3 separate regions of the Triticum aestivum genome follow, and regions 1 and 3 are each linked to region 2. The links are chromatin contacts, called in public Hi-C maps. All regions are on one chromosome and are shown on one strand. The core of a region is the stretch at or near the end of the contact, and the rest is flanking DNA. Distances in the headings are between cores, read along the strand shown. Region 1 holds the start of LOC123130782. Region 2 holds the start of LOC543402 (dehydrin COR410-like). Region 3 holds the start of LOC123127961 (protein S-acyltransferase 10).

Region 1 (4,118 bases), core at 1,337-3,836, 630 kb after region 2:
AACAAGGCATACCCGCTGCCCCGTAGAGGGACTGAGAAGCTCTCCGCTTGCTCCCCGCCATTGTAGGTGGCGAGCCCGGCTCGGACGGAACCATATACGCTGGAGGGAGAAATCCCTTAGTCTACAGTTCGACTAATCGACTGTGTGGGACAGAACACCTCTCCCAATCACCGGGCCTAGGGCTACGAGGGGGGGAGGAGGAGCTGCGGTTGTCGGCCATGCTGGAGTGGATTTTTCCGAAGCGCGCTCCGATGGATTCTCGCTGGGGGAGGATGATATGGATTGAATCTAATAATCCCCATCCCTTTAATAGACAATTTATTTATCTGGCTAGGGGGGGCGAATCTAAAAACGCCCTGGCTCCTCGTATTCATTCGATGCATGGAAGATAGCCCTTATTGGGCGCAGAAGCCAAGAGGTCCAACATTTATGGGGCCGGACACTGCTTAACAAACATTCGAAATTTGGAGAAGAACCCGCCTTGCAATGCCGAAGACAATACTGCGTGTTGGACTTGACGTCATTGAAGCCTGGTTCGGCGGCTACTGAGGGAGTCCTGGATTAGGGGGTCTCCGGACAGCCGGACTATATCTTTTGGCCGGACTGTTGGACTATGAAGATACAAGATTGAAGACTTCATCCGTGTCCGTATGGGACTCTACTTGGCGTGGAAGGCAAGCTAGGCAATACGGATATGGATATCTCCTCCTTTGTAACCGACCTTGTGTAACCCTAGCCCCTCCGGTGTCTATATAAACCGGAGGGCTTTAGTCCGTAGGACAACATACAATCATACCATAGGCTAGCTTCTAGGGTTTAGCCTTTCCGATCTCGTGGTAGATCAACTCTTGTACTACTCATATTATCAAGAATAAATCAAGCAGGACATAGGGTTTTACCTCCATCAAGAGGGCCCGAACCTGGGTAAAACATCGTGTCCCCTGCCTCCTGTTACCATCCGCCTTAGACGCACAGTTCGGGACCCCCTGAGATCCGCCGGTTTTGACACCGACAATGTGTTTTTCACATTTTTGCGGCAGCGGCGGCGGGCGTTTGTCTCGGCGCTAGTGCAGGACGCCACCGACGAGGTCATCGTCATTCGAGGCAGGGGGATTGGCGCGGATCCGCAAGAGCCCCGACGAGCCACCGGGGAGGGTGTGGACCGTGACGAGCCGGGACGATCGTGGAGCTAGAGAAGCCTTCTCGGCCATCTGGAAGGGCGCATAGCTCGAGCTTCCACCCCTATCCATCCAAGACCGGTGAAGGGAGACACAGATGGCCAGTTCCTCGTTCGACTATGTCGTGAGCATGTCCCAATCCACGAGGTCAACTCCAAAGGAGGAGCTGCTGCCAGATTCAGTCATGGTCACGGTGGATGATGGGAGGGGGGAGGTTAAGTGAGGAGTGAGGCTAGGGTTTTGTTCGGAGTGAGGTTTTTATTGGGTCGGGTGTGCCAGTTTAGACTGATGCAACGTGGTGGTTGCATACGGCCTACCTCATATCCACCCTACATATGGAGTGGATATGAGGACTGCCAGATAAATGAGCTAACCACAGGGGGGTCGACTGGGTGACTTCTTTTTTGTCCATGTCGTGTCCGGCTTGGCATATGGAGGGAACAGATGAGTCTAGTTGAAGATGTTGTTACAACTACACAACTTTAATCTTTTAAATATACATTTCTGTACGTGTGTTTTCTTTTCGTACTTAAAAAGAACGTAAGATTGCAAATCAACATGTGATTGGATGGTCAGGAGGACAGTAGTATTCCCAGCCCACTAGAGTTCAAGTCCTAGACTTGATATTGATGCTCGCATTTTTCCGAATTTATTTCAAGCCTTCCGACGATGTACCTTCAGTAGAAGTTGACGTTCCCATGGAATACAAAAATGTCTGTGGCGACTTCGTCAATCTCAAGATGATGTGTCGGCTCAATCTCTCGAAGATGCTCATAGGATAGGGTGTGCGTGTGTACTTTTATATGGGTGACTATATGTGTATGTACGAGCGCCCGCATGCATCTTTGTTAAAAAAAACATAAGATTTTGTCATCCACCTCGTTCTTCGTCCAATATTCGACCCTCCCTCTCGTCTTTCATGACTTACCAAATAAAATTCTGCTTTCTTTGACAAGACAATAAGTTATTACCAAATAAAATCCTAAAGTGTTACTTTTTTTGCGGGGATCCTAAAGTGTTATTTAGATTCGTAAAAAGCACAACCTGATTTGATAAATAATTATTTAAGCAATCCCACTAATATAAAATGTAATCACGAGCTAACATATTATAAAATATTTACATCCATTGCAAGCACGGACAATTATCTTAGTAAAAACAAAAATTTGGCTTCTCGCGGAAAAATATTTTTTTTTGATTTCGAAAAGCTGTCGAGGGACCATGAGCACTCACTCCGCCCGGCCCGCCTGCCATGCAACTCTGCCAGCCGGGCCCCGACCTAGGAAAACCTCCAAATGTCGTGTGCGTGCGGTGCACAACCTAGGGCAGAGCAGAACCGGTCTGGTCCAGCTCCACGCCTAGTCGCCTCCACCGTCTGCACCTCCCCTGCTTTGCTTTATATAACGACCGGCCGTGCGATCGATCCCACCCCATCCACGGCTTCCATCCCATCCCCGAATCTCACTCCGCACTTCGAAAACAAAACGCCCCCATCTCCCCCTTCTCCTCCAGGCCAGGTGCTCCGCGCCGGCCGCCGCCGCGCGTAGGTCAGCCCGTCGCCCGATCCGCGGATTCCATTCCGGCTACGGCGCTGCTGCAAGGTCGCGGTCGCAGGATGGTGGTCGGTTTCCGCCGCACGATCTCGTTCCCCGCGCCCAAGTCCGCGCCGGCGGCGGGGTCGAACGGGAAGTCCGCGGCCGGCTACCGCGTCCGCTCGGCCAGCCTGCCCTGCCGGTTCCACCCGCTGGTGCTCCAGCTCGACGAAGACGTCGCGGCCCTGCGCGATCTGGCGGGGGGCCTGGCGTCGGCCGCGACGGCGCGCTCGATCACGGAGGCCGCGGAGCAGCTGGGGCGGGTCCTGGTGTCGCTCTCCGAGCTGCTCCACCACCCGCAGGCCCAGGAGCCGCTGCGGCGGCTCGGCCGGTCGCCGTTCGCGGAGCGGCTGCTCGACGACTTCCTCCGCCTGGCCGACGCGCACGGCAGCTTCCGCGACGTGCTGGTCGCGCTCACCGCGCTCCAGGCCGAGGCGCGCGCGGCGCTGCGGCGCGAGGACCCGGCGCGCCTGGCGTCCGCCGCGCGCGGGCTCCGTCGGTCCGGCCGCGACCTCCCGCGGATCGCCTCCTCCGCCCGCGCCGTGGCCGGCAAGGCGCCGCCTCCCGCGCCCGCGGGCCTCCCGTCGGACGCGGCCGCTCTCGCCGCCGCCATCGTCGACGCGGCGGCGGCCGTCGCGTCCGCCTCGGCCGCGGTCTTCTCCGGCGTGTCCGCCCTGTCCATTGCCGCCGCCACGGCCCGCGTCGACGTCGTCAGCGCGCCGTGCTGGATGCCCTCGCCCGCAAGGTTCGCCTCCTCGTCGGCCGCGCCGAGAACCGGCCACCACATCGTCACCACCAAGCCCTCGTCCATGCGCATATGGTGGGTCGCCGACCTGATGCGCTGGATGTCGCGCGCGAAGCGCCGGTCGGCGAGCAAGCAGCACGCCGACGACGGCTGCTCCGCCAAGCAGCCCCAGCCCGACGCGGCCCTGGTCGACCTAGACCCGGAGGAGGAGGACAGGAAGGCGGCGTTTGAGCGCATGGACAACCTCGGGCGGTGCGTCGCGGACGTGGAGAGCAGCGGCGAGAACGTCTTCCGGGCCCTGGTCAACACGAGAGTCTCCCTGCTCAACATTCTCAGCCCAAGCTTCTGAAGAATAGTGATCCCCAGACGTTGGAACCATCAACAATCTCGACTTATGTGATGAAATTTGTATATAGTTTAGCAGTACCACCAATAGAACATCAATTGCAGCCGAAGTAAAAGAGATTTCCGTTTTGTGTTGCCAACTCTGCATATTTGAAGAACATCTTCAGAAATTACCGTTTCGCAACGCAGGGCGCGCAGCCTGAGCCGCCGGGAGTTCAAGACTAGACAGACACGCGCGCGCTTTGGCTGGGACGAGTG
Region 2 (4,229 bases), core at 1,122-3,621:
CTTACACTGTAATATGATTGAGCACTGTAATTGTTTTAGGGCTTATACTGTAATTTATCAGAGTCTTACTCTGTAATTGTTGTAGGGCTTATAGTATTTGTTAGATACATTACAATGGATTTTACCTCTGAATTGTGGGGCTTACACTGTAATATACTGCAGATTTACACTGTAATTTGAATACTTCAGCACTGTAATTGTTTTAGGGCTTACAGAGTATTTTTCAGATAGATCACAGTGGATTTTTACGTCTAATTTTATGGTGCATTTATGAGCGTTGATACCTGGGAATAACAGTGTAATTCCGGGGGATTTACAGTGCAATTAGTGGGCACTTTGACTGTAATTCGTGGGTGTTTACAGTGTAACTTCATCAGTTATTCAAATGTAAATCCTTGGGAACTTGCAGTGTCATTTCGTTTGTATTTACGGTGTAAATCCACTGTATGCTTTTTCAGAGTTTGCACTTTAATTTTCAGCTATCAGGATTTGTAGTGTAATTTCTATTGTTTTGCTATTGTAATTTTTGGCATTAGACTGCAATTTTTTTGTTATTCCAGAGTTTTATAATTGCTAGCAATCAAACATTCCACAGTTTCCTGTTGTCTTTGGAATTTCTTTGTAACTAGTTTCTCTGATGTTTCTAGGTGAAGCGGGGTGAAGGGGATGAAGAATTTGTGAAGCTAGTGAAGGGGGTCAAGAATTGGAGTAGGATTACGAGTGTTCCTGGCCTGTAGATTGTCCGGTGATCTCCGCCAATTTTTGGCTGTTGTTCCTTGACCGGGTCGTGGTCCAGCTTTACTTGATTCGGGTTTATTTCCTAACCCGTTTTATTTGAAATATAGCGAGAGACAGTGCCTGTGGGGGTTGGTTTTGGACATACAAGTGGCATCTGTTTATTAGACAGGATATTTGAATGTTTTCCAATTATAAAATAGTCAAGTGCTAAATAGACAGTCCCAAGAAAAAACACCATCTTTCGAGCAACAATTAACATGCACAACACAACAATATATTTCCGGCAAAAGAAAAAACCGCAACAATATACGCTATATATCTTCACAACATGCAGCAATATGTACTGGGCGGAAATCTTTAATATCAAGGCATAATGCCCAGCAATAAACCAATACACAAGTGCCCATAAGTAAACAAGCTTAACAATATCCAGGACCTTCAAAGACTGAAACAGAAGCACCCGTCACTCAACGGGCTTCACGGACCGGACCTTCAAAGACGATCAACCCCTCCCACCTTGACACCAACTTAGACGTAAAGCAAACACAACACACGCCAACAATTCAATCGAGGTCCGGTCACGGGTCTCGGGCACGGCGGCGATCAAGCGCTGGGCTTGTGCTCGCCTGTAGCGGCGGCGGCCTTGTCCTCCTCCCCTGTCTTGTGGTAACCAGGCAGCTTGTCCATGATCTTGCCCAGCAGGCCCTTCTTCTCCTTCGCGTCAGGGCTGCTCACCTCCTCGGCGGCCGGCGCCGGCGCGTGCACCGGTGCTGGAGCAGCGTGCGTGACGGGCGCCGGAGCAGCGTGCGTGACGGGCACCGCAGCAGCGTCCTCCGGCTTCTTGTGGCCGCCGGGCAGCTTCTCCTTGATCTTTTCCAAGAAGCCTTTCTTCTCCTCCTCGGGCACTGCCGGTGTCGCCTCTGTCTTCACGTCACCGTCGATCTTCTCGACGACGACGTCGGTGTCATGGTGGGTCTGCACGGACGCGGGGGCCGCCGGTGCGGGTAGGCCCGTCACGTGCTCACCCTCGGTGTCCTTGTGGCCGGGCAGCTTCTCCTGGAGCTTCTCCTTGAGACCCTTCTTCTTCTTCCTCTTGATCACCTCGCCGTTGTCGTCGATCACCTCCTCCTCTTCCTCGTCACTAGACTGTACAGACGATCACTCACGAGGTCAGAAATCGCAACAACCGTGCCATATCCTAATAATCTCCTAAATAATACAGCAAAACGCTACTAATTAAATCATGTTTGCACTTACCGAGCTGGAGCTGGAGCTGGATCGGTGCAGCTTGGAGAAGAGGGTCTCCTTCTTCTCGCCATCCACGTGCTCCTCCTTCTTGACCTCGGGCTCTTCCACGGAGACCTTCTCCATGCCGGTGACCAGCTCCTCCTCCTTCTTCTCCTTGTCCTCCTCCGCCTTCTTCTTGCCGAGGAGGTTGCCGAGGAGGCCCCTGTCCGTCACCTCCACCTGCTCGGCGGCCTCACCTCCCTGGTACGACTGGGTGCTCCTCTCATCCTCCATGATCGAGATCGGTCGGTGCAGCGAAAAGTCTTCCGGGAGCTAAAGGAAACAACAGATCAAGTATTGGTTCTTGGCTTGTGGCTTTGTGACTGATGAAGGTGTCCTGGCCAAGAGGCTTCCTTATATAGCCGCTGTCAAGGAGGTCGATCCGGAGCCGCTGCCGAGAGGTGTACATCTGTGCCCTGTAGCGCTGTACGTGAGGACAATACAAGCAGGAAAGAAGGACGGTTCAACGTCGTGAGTGACAGCGTGTCGGCCGGAAATAATGGCGTGACGGGGCAGCGCGTGAGCCAGTGGAGCCCCGACGCATGTCGTGGGGCGGTCAGTCCGACGTGGCGGACGCGCCATCGACGGCATCGGGAGAGGTCGGCGGGCGCCATGTGGAGTGGTGGGTAGTTACGCTCACCGAGGCGTGGCCCGGTGCGAATGGTCGGTGGGGTGCCTCCCTCCGTGGCCTCTCCTCCGCATCCGCTGCCGACGGGACGCTTGTCCACGCCCGTCGCTCTCCGGCAATACTTTAGGTTGAGATAATTCGACCGATTGATTAAGTGATCGATCGATTTTTGAAACAGTGGCGTGAGCCATTTTGTCCACAAATGTTTGGCCGGGGTTTATTTTAGCGGTTGTGTGGCATTAACATTGATTCTTTTTTTTTTTTGAGGATGAGGAAGCATTAACATCGATTCTTCCGGATGCTCAATCACCGGTAGCGGACGAAGATAAGAGTTCGTGGTGGATTTCGTTACTAAATCAAGGGGTGCACGTCGGGGGAGTGATAGCACATGACTAGGACGACGAGAGGGCTCTAGAAAGAGAGCCCGATGTTGACATGTGGGGTCGAAACGACTATCCGCTCACCGGCCCGTCGTGCCGAACCTAGCAAAGCGGGTGGGGTTTCCTTGCTCGAGTGGAGTCCGGCGGGGTGAGCGGACTGATTAAACTGCCACCCCGATGTCCAGGGCTTCTAATCAGATCGATCGGGCTGGCCGTTCTTTTGTTTCTGCTTTCTCGCTTTGATGAGCGCTTTCGTGGGCAAATGCCGGTGGCGTGTCGGCCTTTTGGTTTCTTTTTCACCGTCCATTCCTGGGAAGAAAACTCACCGGCCAAGCCCGGGCACCGACCGTACGAGACTAGCTGGAGTCATTATTGGCTACTTTCGGTGCACGGGATGCCGTGACAGCCAGCGGTGGAAAGTTTGGCGCCGTGGGATCGCGATGCAAAACGCCTCCTTCCTGGTCCTGGCAAATCCGTGATCAGTGTATAACCAGCTCGCCGGACGTACTATCGGCCCTCGTCGTCGGGACGCGAACGGATCGGCGGATAAACTAGTCAGCAGCATCGGATCCTGCCTGGGCGGGCAGTGGCAAGGGCTCCGTCCTCTGCACATGGGTCGTACGACGCGGCAGACATGACTCATGGATCGATTCAGTTCAGCGGCACGCGAGGCGATCGCTCGATGGCTGCTGCCCCCCGCCACATGGCTGCACAGGGCGAGACTGTGCCTTCAGCGCATCTAGCTCGCTCCCCGGCGCACCCACCCACCCACACGTACGATTTGCCGACTACGTGGGCCACCCGGAATCGCTGCGTCGTTAACTGCGCGACCGCACGCACCCAGGGGGCTATGTCGACGGTGGACGTCACGATGTGTACCCAGATGCGCGAGATGTTTTGATTTCTTGCGGTGGATACCGGAGTTCATGTTATACTTGACACCGGTGGTCGTGATTTTTTGAATTTATTTTAGTGACTCCGACTATGTGCATTCGGTGTGAGGAGATGTTTTCGTTGACTATAAAGGTGTTTATGACGATTTCGTCAATTTTAAGATTTTATGTCGGCTCAGTGTCTTGAAGGCTCTCATAGGTGTAGAAAGTGCGTGCATGTGTTTATGGGGTGAGTGCATGTGAGCATCTCCAATTGTACTATGTTAAAAAAAGGTTTAGATATTTTTTTAATACCCAGATATC
Region 3 (4,417 bases), core at 1,302-3,801, 540 kb after region 2:
TGCCAATGCTATGATGCCTACCACTTGCTTTCAAGCCTCCCAAATTGCCATGTCAAACCTCTAACCCACCATGTCCTAGCAAACCGTTGATTGGCTATGTTACCGCTTTGCTCAGCCCCTCTTATAGCGTTGCTAGTTGAAGGTGAAGATTGGAGGCCGTTCCTTGTTGGAACATTTATTTACTTGTTGGGATATCATTATATTGCCATGTTATCTTAATGCATCTATATACTTGGTAAAGGGTGGAAGGCTCGGCCTCTCGCCTAGTGTTTTGTTCCACTCTTGCCGCCCTAGTTTTCGTCATATCGGTGTTATGTTCCCGGATTTTGCGTTCCTTACGCGGTTGGGTTATAATGGGAACCCCTTGATAGTTCGCCTTGATTAAAGCTTTTCCAGCAATGCCCAACCTTGGTTTTACCATTTTCCACCTAGCCTCTTTTCCCTTGGGTTCCCGGAGCCCGAGGGTCATCTTATTTTAGCCCCCTGGGCCAGTGCTCCTCTGAGTGTTGGTCCAAACTAGAGTCCTGTGCAGCGCCCCCTCGGGGAAACTCGAGGTTTGATTTTAGTTGTATGGAGAGCTCATCTGAGTGTGCCCTGAGAACGAGATATGTGCAGCTCCTATCGGGATTTGTCGGCACATTCGGGCGGTGTTGCTGGTCTTGTTTTAACCTGTCGAAGTGTCTTGAAGAACCGAGATACCGAGACTGATCGGAACGTCTCGGGAGGAGGTCAATTCCTTCGTTGACCGTGAGAGCTTGTCATGGGCTAAGTTGGGACTCCCCTGCAGGGATTTGAACTTTCAAAAGCCGTGCCCGCGGTTATGGGCAGATGGGGATTTGTTAATGTTCGGTTGTAGATAACTTGAACCTTAACTTATTTAAAATGAATCAACCGTGTGAGTTACCGTGATGGCCTCTTCTCGGCGGAGTCCGGGAAGTGGACACGGTGTTGGAGTAATGTTTTGCGCAGGTTGTCCTCTAGTTTCTCGCTCGCGCTTTGCATCCTCTTCTCGCTCTCTTTTGCGAAAAGGATAGCCACCATATATACTAGTCGCTTGCTGCAGCTCCACATATATTTTTACCCTGCCTTACCTATAAGCTTAAATAGTCTTGATCGCGAGGGTGCGAGATTGCTGAGTCCCTGTGGCTCACAGATTACTATTTACACCAGATGCAGGGCCTGATGATTCCGCTCCAGGTGACGCGCTTGAGCTCAAGTGGGAGTTCGACGAAGACTCTCAACGATACTATGTTTTTTTTCCTGATGATCAGTAGTGGTGCTCAGTTGGGGTGATCGGGACCGTGTCGCATGTTGGATTATCTTTTATTTTGGCGTCGTAGTCGGGCCATGAGTGTTTGGATGATGTAATGTTATTTATGTACTTGATTGACGTGGCGAGTGCAAGCCAACTATGTTATCTCTCCTTTTATTACATATATATTACATGGGATGTTGTGAAGATTGCCTAACTTGCGACATATGCCTTCTATGCGATTATGCCTCTAAGTCGTGCCTTGACACGTGGGAGATATAGTCGCATCGAGGGTGTTACACCGCGGCCCCTCTTCGGAGAAGATCCCTTTGGATTCAAGACCCCGCTAAGGGAAGATCCCCTCGTGGATTCAAGACCTCCTCACGGAGAAGACCGGCTACCTTTGTATCGTCCTTAGTTGTCCGTGGATCGTGTGATTTCTTATGTACTCGAGGATCTAGCACATGTGTGACTATTTCTTGTTGGATTAGTGTTTCTCTTGTGTTTCCCCCGTGTCTTCCATTGTTTCCCTCCTCGTGTTATTCGTGTTCATCGCGGGATCCGCTCCTTCCGTGAAAGATCGGCCAATTAGGGTTCCACCCTACATCACAGCCGCGGTGGGCTCGGCGGCTGCAAGCGGCGCAACAACGACGAGGCCAGCAACTCCTCCCTCCGTCCTCCCGTGTCGGAAAGGCGCAGGGAGCAGGCGCGCACCCGCGACGCAAAGTCCCGCAACGCCAGAGCGCGGGCGTGGGTGACTTTCCGTCGCCTCGGGTGGCTCTTTGATCCGTCCATCCAGCGCCTCAGGGGCGGCCGAGCGCGCCTGGTGGGGGGTGAAGGAGGCTGCCGCCACGGAGATGCAGTTGCGGCCTCGCGCCTGCCGGCGCTCTGGAAGGAGTACCAACTCGCCTCAACCCTTTCCGGCACGCTCATTTACCACACCCTCCACGACAACGAGTCCCCGCCTCGCGAGGACGACTCCGGTGACGACGGTGAGTCCGGCAAGGAGTAGATGCTAGTATGAAGTATCTAGTCTAGTAGTTTAAGTTTGAACTATCTATCGATGTGCTTTGTGCGGAACTATCTATCTATTGTATGATGAACTATGCTTGTATGATCTATAGAGCGAACTAGATGTTTCAAATCGAGTGCAAATTCGGTCATGTTTATCGGATCTATTCTATCGAGGAGGCAGACCTCCCCCAAAATTTATTTATAAGATACTGTAAACGAAATTTGCAAGACGCCCATATATCTAGAGATGCTCTGCATCTCACATGGATGGATCCAGTTCCCCAACTGGAGTAACACCTTCTCGTCCTATCCCCACTTCCAGCTGGCCCCCATCCACTTCAATAAGACAACATAGTCCTGTCTGTCACGTGGCCCCCACCACCCCAACGGACCCCGCTTCTTCCACCGGAAAACGTCGTCTCCGGAGCACCAGAGTCGCGACCGCCGGCAGCCCTCCTCACTCCCGCTTAACCATCCTCGCCGTCGGATGCGACCGCGGCGGCCCCAATGGCGTCCTCCTCCGCCGCCGAGCCAGGCCCCCGCCTCTCCGATCGGAGTACGCTCTCCGTTCGATCCCCCCTCCTCAGCTCGATTCGGTCCCGGGTGTTTGCGTCCTGATCTGGTGTTTGGGGTTTCTCTTGCGCAGCGAGGAGGTCGCCCCTGGGCCTGAGGGCCATGGTGCTCCTGATGCACGTGGTCTTCGTCGGCGCCGTCTTCCTGCTCGATTCGACCCTCGATAGGCGGATCCACGAGGAGCCGTGGTACAGTTCCCACCTTATTTCGCCCACCAGTTCAATTTTTGCTTGGTTCAATTCCAAATTTAAGACGCGCTGTCGATTTGTGCGGCGTCCGAAGCTTTGTTCCAGCTATAGGTATCACTCTAATGATTGTTTCCCCTGTTTTAAACCATATAATCTGATATGATTCTACCAGAAAAGGTAGCTTTTGGGGTGCTAGCGTGCTAGTTGTCCGCGTGCCACCAGCTATGAAGCATAAATCTCGTAATTTTACACAGTGATAATAACATGCTCTTCTCAGAAGTCAAAGCACTCTATTATAGTACTCCCTCCGTCCCGTAATATAAGAGTGTTTTTGACATTAGTTTAGTGTCAAAAACGCTCTTATATTATGGGACGGAGGGAGTATATCTGAGTGGTATTTGGTAGTTTCTTGTAGTGCCGTTTTTTGCTTGACTGTTTCAGCCAGAGTGTAGGCATCATGGTTCTCAGTCTTATTTACACTCTGGTCACTAGGAGTATGTTACGCCACGATTTCCCCCCCATATTGCACTATAAATCCCCGTCCATTCTGTTCTGACTTAGGATGTGTACAGTTATCTCTTTTTGGTTGTTGAGGATCTCCATTTGGTATCATTTTATTACAGGTATATCGGAGTGTATGGTGTGCTCGTTCTGATCGCCTTAGCGCAATACTTCTACACTGCTGGTTCATCTCCAGGGTATTGAATAGTCTTATTGAATTTATTATCATACACATTATCGATTGAATCTGATAAGTGCCTGATTTTGGGGCTCCTGTGCCGTCAGCTATGTTATTGATGCAATGCAAGCCAGTGGTGGGATGCATGCAACCTTCATCAATACCGCCACTCTTTCAAAGTAATGTCGTAATCACCATAGCATAGAAGTGTTGACAACCTATCTGAGGTATACACTGATACTTATACTTTCTTGTGTGTGTGTTTTTGATGATTAAGAAAAGACAATCCAGTTCAAAACATGGAAGCTTAAAGTCCACCACAAACCGGCCTGATCTAGAGAAACTTAGACCAATGTCTTCTTCATCGTCATGGTTGCATCAAATTGTGGATCTTTATCCTCCTGGGTCAAGCAACAGGTGAAGCTCGAGAAATTTATTTTTTAGGGTATATGCAGTAGTAAAATCCTTGTGTTTGCTCGCGGTCATAATATTAGTTTAACATTCTTCTATATTTTCTTTGTAGGGATTGGACTTGCCAATATTGCAAAATTATCCAGGTTTTGTTTTATCTTCTCAATTTATGGTGCTAAAGCTTTCATAATTATGACATGCAAATGTTCACTACGTCCATTGTATAAAATCATCGGATTGAACTTCACATCAAGTGTGGGTCGGTGACACGAAAAACAAGGCATTTTTGTGAGCCATGAG

The links. A called contact is a pair of places that touch in the nucleus more often than the background predicts.
Region 1: a contact with region 2 is called in a Hi-C map of leaf, with 3 times the contacts expected there. The contact joins the promoter of LOC123130782 here to the promoter of LOC543402 in region 2. A contact is called at or near these places in 2 of 5 Hi-C or Micro-C datasets (both in leaf).
Region 3: a Hi-C map of leaf shows a contact between it and region 2, with 7 times the contacts expected there. The contact joins the promoter of LOC123127961 here to the promoter of LOC543402 in region 2. A contact is called at or near these places in 2 of 5 Hi-C or Micro-C datasets (both in leaf).

What each region holds. Positions count from the first base shown.
Region 1 is chr6A:471,486,646-471,490,763 of IWGSC CS RefSeq v2.1, forward strand. It overlaps LOC123130782, which reads left to right and starts at 2,587. Exons shown (of 1, transcript XM_044550593.1): 1 at 2,587-4,000. The coding sequence starts at 2,794. The coding sequence ends at 3,864.
Region 2 is chr6A:470,853,633-470,857,861 of IWGSC CS RefSeq v2.1, forward strand. It overlaps LOC543402 (dehydrin COR410-like), which reads right to left and starts at 2,372. Exons shown (of 2, transcript XM_044547840.1): 1 at 1,996-2,372; 2 at 1,078-1,884. The coding sequence starts at 2,259. The coding sequence ends at 1,342. LOC123130781 (a long non-coding RNA gene) reads left to right here. Exons shown (of 2, transcript XR_006464009.1): 2 at 1-212.
Region 3 is chr6A:471,393,706-471,398,122 of IWGSC CS RefSeq v2.1, forward strand. LOC123127961 (protein S-acyltransferase 10) reads left to right here and starts at 2,552. Exons shown (of 11, transcript XM_044547841.1): 1 at 2,552-2,822; 2 at 2,913-3,027; 3 at 3,651-3,725; 4 at 3,814-3,885; 5 at 3,989-4,123; 6 at 4,230-4,263. The coding sequence starts at 2,774.